Linked DNA regions of Mus musculus: region 1 is linked to region 2. A link is a contact called in public Hi-C data. All regions are on one chromosome and are shown on one strand. Each heading gives the region's core, a stretch centred on a gene start, on an enhancer-like site or on the middle of the called end of the contact. The rest is flanking DNA. Distances are from core to core; before and after follow the strand shown.

Region 1 (2,700 bases), core at 197-2,696, 920 kb after region 2:
AGACCACCTCTTCTTGGGATTCCACCACACCTGACATCAAGAAGTGCTTGCTGACAGGAACCTAGTATATATGTCCCCTGGGAGGCTCTGCCAGCAGCTGACTAATACAGATGTAGATGCTTACAGCCAACCATCAGACTGAGCCCTGGGTCCCCAGTGGAAGAGTTAAGGGAAGCAATGAAGAAACTGAAGGGGGTTGCAACCCCATAGGAAGAACAACAATATCAACCAACCAAATCCCTCCAAGCTCTCAGGGACTAAACCACTAACCAAAAGGTACACATGGAAGGACCCATGGCTCCAGCTACATATGTAGAGAGGATGGCCTTATCTGATATCAGTGGCAGGGGAGGCCCATGGTCCTGTGAAAGTTTGATGCTCCAGCAAAGGGGGATGCTAGAGCAGTGAGGGGGGAGTGGGTGAGTGGGAGGAGGAGCACCCTTAAAGAGGCAAAGGGAAGGGGGATGGGATGGGGGATTTGTGGAGGAGAAATGGGGAAGGGGGTATCATTAAAATGTAAATAAATAAAATGAATAATATAAAAAGTTATATGATCTGGTTTTCAAAAGAAAAAAAAAGCATTCTCCTTGCACAACAATGAATAACGTATTTGTCATTATTCAGGACCTAACATAAATATCTCTTCTCTACATGGCATCAAAATAACATCAGGCAAAAAATACTGTGTGTGTGCTACAATATAAGCAATTTACTAGCATCGTATCATCAGTCTTTAGCAAGCCTATTACAAAGCTGCTAATAATTTCTGCAAATATACCCAGTGTAAAAGGAGGCTATAAGAAGCTGTAAATGTGTCCTATGACGTAGTTAATAAGTAGGTGAGCTAGCATCTGTATGTAAGGCTATCTAACTCCAAAGCATAAACAACAAAACTTTCAGTAAACAGCTGACCTGAATTTGAAAAGAGTATTCTTCCTCTAGGAAGCAGAGACCATTTTGAAACCATTCATTGGCTTCCTCGAGAGAACTACAGACCACAAACTCAAAATTGCAGCTGCTTTACAATAACTTGGGTGGTAAGTGCAAAAGCACACTCTCATTATTAGTTAGCCTACAGATATGGTTACAAGTGATGTAAAATGACTAGAGCCTGGTATTGTGTATCATGCAAGCCCACTAAAGGTCGCCTGATCCAATCCGTGTTACTCTGTGGTTGTCTTTCTATGGAGTCACTACTATCCCCCTAATTTTTGACTACTTGGTAGGAGCATCATTTTACTCTGCTTATCATAAGAAATTGCCCACTGTTGCTTATTGGGTGTGCATGTGATATCCTATCCCAATGTGGGTTTGATAAGACTGCCAAAGGCAGCCTCAGGAGGTCTCCATAGAAATGGCCCCAATGCTATCTACAAAGTGGCCCTGTCTCAGTTGCCATGGTAAACAACAAGGCAGATTGCTATATTCAGTTCTCTGCCAGGGTCGCCATGGTGACTGCAAAGCCCTGCTCCTTAGAAGGACCTCACAAGGGCAGGTTTCCATGGTGACACCCATCTTGCATATTTCCAAGCAACATCTTTTTTGGTTGTTCAGCGACCAATCACGACAGACCCATTTTGTGGGTGATTCTGCAAGGTTACTAACAATGCATCATGGCACAGAGGGATTTTAGTTTGTATAAAACACATGATGGTGGTGGGCATATCTATGTGATGACTGAAAGAACATGTAAACCCATTCTTTGAAAATGGAGAATTTTACAAATCATGATGCTAATCTGTGAATTATAAGACAGGTCTGTTTTGATGAGTAAAAGCAATAAAAAAATAAAAGTTTAAAACATGTCATGATAATACATTAATTTAAAAAGAACACTTGCAATGCTTCCATTAACTATGACTGCTTCAAACATTAATTTCAAATGTTACATGATATAATGGAATAATTAAATTTTAAAATTTCAACAATCTCATAACAATCTTTTGATATAACAGACATGATTTTGATATAACAGACATCAAACTTGCAGACACACACACAAACGCACACACATGTGCATATGCGCACACACACTCTCAGATGCTCACAAATCAATCAAATTATTTAAAATTTTAAAATAAAAACATAATATAGGAGGGTGGGCTATTCTGAACAAATGCTGCTTCCATATACCATGTTATTATTCCCTGGAAATGTTAAAGTCTCTAGTATTTACTCAGGAAGAAAATGTTGTTAAGCCACTAGTCTTAATAATTGCTAAAATTTTTAAACATTTTAAATGGAAAATGAATTCTAACGTTCAAATGATGTACTTAAAATTTCTGTATAAGTGTCCGCTCTTTCTTTCCTTCGAGCAGACTCTAAAATGAACAGCACATACAAGCCCAAATACAAAATGCTGGGTTTTTTTTTCCATTTCTCTTCATTGTTATAGAAAGAAAAATACAACTCTTCCTTTGATCACTAAGCTCGGCCACATATATTTCCCATCATCCTCCTTTATGAATGCCTTTCTCCAGCTCTGCCCACCACAGCCCACCTCTCCCCACACACATTCCACTCAGACAACGGAATTTCAGTTCGGAAAATGTATAGAATAAGACATATGAGTCAAGTTCCCGGTCAGATTGGAATGAAGTGTCTGTTCTACACAGAGCTGAGTTTGTAGACACCTCTTGATTTTAGCCTTCAGCAAGTTCTCCTGGATCAGAGTGGTCATCATGATTTTTATTGTTTCAT
Region 2 (2,700 bases), core at 103-2,602:
GAGATTCTCTTCTCTTGCTTATCGACACAGACATTAGTGACGGTGCTTTTGGCTAAATCTCAGTTTTTATTTCAGGGTCATGTTTTTAAGAAGGTGGTGTTGGCCGTTTACATATGTGGGAATGTGATTTTTCTCTCGATATTCTTATCTGCAATCAACCACATATGAGCACAAAAAGACTTTTATTTTTTATTTTTTGTGGGCCTGGGTCATGATGATCATTAAAATGAGGAGAGACCTGAAGCTTGTGCCGACCACCTGCAGCACCTACTAAGTCCGAAGACCCATGGGCATCGCTATCGAGGAACGCTGAAGTCTGGGTTTCCCAGCTCACATTCAAGTGGGCTAAATAACCTGGGCCTTTATGTGTAATTCTGCATCCCTAAGGGAACATTGTACCTGAGATGACATGACTCTCAGCATCTCATGCCAGATTTAAAACTGTAAACTGGAATGGATAGCAGATGAAGACAATTATCTCAGGCAAAAAAAAAAAAAAAAAAAAAAAAGAAAGAAAGAAAGAAAGAAAGAAAGAAAAAAGAGAAAAGAAAGAATAAATGGAGATTGTGTCTTTGGGAATGAGACAGGTTTGGTGTAGCCCAGGCTGGCCTTTAACCAGTTGTATAACCAAAGATAACCCTGAACCTCTGATCTGCCTGCCTCTGTTTCCTGGGTGGTTTACAGGTGTGCACCACTATATCTGGTTTTAAGGGAACTGTAATTTTCATGACGATGCTGCTATGGTACTTTAAAGACTACATTTATGTTTGACTAGTTTATTTAAAAGATTTTGTCTTAGAGTTTAAAAAAAAATTACTACATTTTGATTTTATGCGCACACACACACAGACACACAGACACACACACACACAGACACACACACACACACACACACACACCAAACAAGTAAAACCTACAAGAAAAAAAACTAAACACGTTTTCCGACCAGCAGTTAGGAGATTTTCTCCTTTGTGTTCAGTATTTCTGTCTAAAGGTAGCTGTTGATTTATTCAGTGGGCATTTCCTTAACATGTAGTTATATTACGGATACTATATTTCCTTTAGCAGTTAAATGCAGGTAGGTGCCCCTGATTAGAGATCTCATTTATTTTTCCTTTGTGGAGCTGAAACGACATCTTATGTCCTGTTTCAGCCGTGAGATCAGTCCTTATAGGAGCTAGAACAAAGCTGCGAATCTCTCAGTTGCTAAACCTCACCCTTGTGAACGGATCCAGCAAGTGTTCTTGTCTCTTGAAGATACACTAACATGGATGGGTTCCTTTGGAAGACATCCCTGGTGCTCTAGTGACAGCACAGGCCGTGTGTTTCCTCCTACTCCGTATTTTCTATCTCTGCTGTGAGGACTTACAGCCAGTGGGTGGCGCTGTAATACCGGAGGACTCATTTGTTCTGTTGCCACTAAGTGTTTTTATTATGGGACTATTTCCTTACATCATATGCTCTGAATTCTCTCTCTCTCTCTCTCTCTCTCTCTCTCTCTCTCTCTCCCTCCCTCCCTCCCTCCCTCTCCCTCTCCCTCTCCCTCTCCCTCTCCCTCTCCCTCTCTCTCTCTCTCTCTCTCTCTCTCTCTCTCTCTCTGTAATAGGTGCTAGAAACTTAATGACTGGTGTTAATACTTTCTGACTTAACTTTTATTTGTTTTCTTTGATTATTTATAATGACTGTTTGATATTTTCTTTTGTATCCTTCTGACCCTGCTGCAAATGAAGATAATTTTCTTAGGCAAAGGAAACAAGCAAAATAATTGGTAGAATATATTTTATTTTTCAGATACTTTTTCAGCTGATGATATCATTTCTGCTTGGCCCCAGAACCCCATCTTCATCTCTGAGTAATGACCCCAGCTCCATGCTTTTATTTCTAACCAATAAAGTGAAAACGTTCTGATTTTCTCTACATAGATTTTAGCTAAAAATAGCACAGGGTTCAGGTAGGAATTTCCTGTGCTCATGGTCAATGAATGGCACATTACGGTTTATACTATCCCTTGAGAATGAATTTATTTCAAAAGAAAAAGGTCTGGAGATGTGGCTCAGTGGCACCGTGCTTGAGCAGAGTGTGTGAAGCCATGCCTCCATCCTCACACTGGAGAAATGACACAGCAACAATTTAAATCTATATGAAAAAAATTTCTTTCAGTTTTCCATTGTAAGCCACTAAAGGCTAAAACATATGTCTTAACCAGTCCTGTTCAATAACAGACAAGGAAAAGTTCTTTTCAGGAAAGGGTTTCCACCTTTTTTGTTAAGGTTTGCTTAGGTACAGTTTGCAGATAGGTGAACTTGCTGGACTTCTGATGCCAAGGGCAATATAATGCATTTTTCAAAAGAAAAATTTTTTTTATTAGTCCTTTAAGATGGAGGTGTACCCTCTCAGAGGTGAAGGGGAGATGGGATGAGAGGAGGAACCCTGTGAGGAGAGGCTTGGGGGGGGGGAGCAGCATTTGGGATGTAAATACATAAATTAAATTGAAGAAAAAGGATTTTACATAACGGACAGCTGGGTGTGGATCCCAGATCTTGGGAGGCAGAGGCAGGAGGATCTCTGTGTGTTCAAGGCCAATCTGGTCTATAAGAGAGTTTCAGGACAGCCAGGGCTGTTACACACAGAAGCCCTGTCTTGGAAAAAGACAACCATAAAGAGAAAAAAGAGTTTCATATAATGTATTTTGATCATATT

What was found. Hi-C and Micro-C count contacts between places; a contact is called where the count stands out from the background.
Region 1: a contact with region 2 is called in a Hi-C map of cortical neurons. The contact joins two enhancer-like sites.

What each region holds. Positions count from the first base shown.
Region 1 is chr3:117,825,530-117,828,229 of GRCm38.p6, forward strand. The region is part of intron 7 of Snx7 (sorting nexin 7); the gene reads right to left. Among named protein-coding and RNA genes, the nearest start is that of Gm52614, 29 kb to the right of the region's middle. Within about 2 kb of position 1,447, at least 29 of the 459 cell types and tissues checked have an H3K27ac peak or open chromatin away from gene starts, as enhancers often do. A contact at or near this core is called in cortical neurons, where this site is marked.
Region 2 is chr3:116,902,994-116,905,693 of GRCm38.p6, forward strand. Frrs1 (ferric-chelate reductase 1) reads left to right here. Exons shown (of 17, transcript NM_009146.3): 17 at 76-757. The coding sequence ends at 168. Among named protein-coding and RNA genes, the nearest start is that of Frrs1, 43 kb to the left of the region's middle. Within about 2 kb of position 1,353, at least 26 of the 459 cell types and tissues checked have an H3K27ac peak or open chromatin away from gene starts, as enhancers often do. A contact at or near this core is called in cortical neurons, where this site is marked.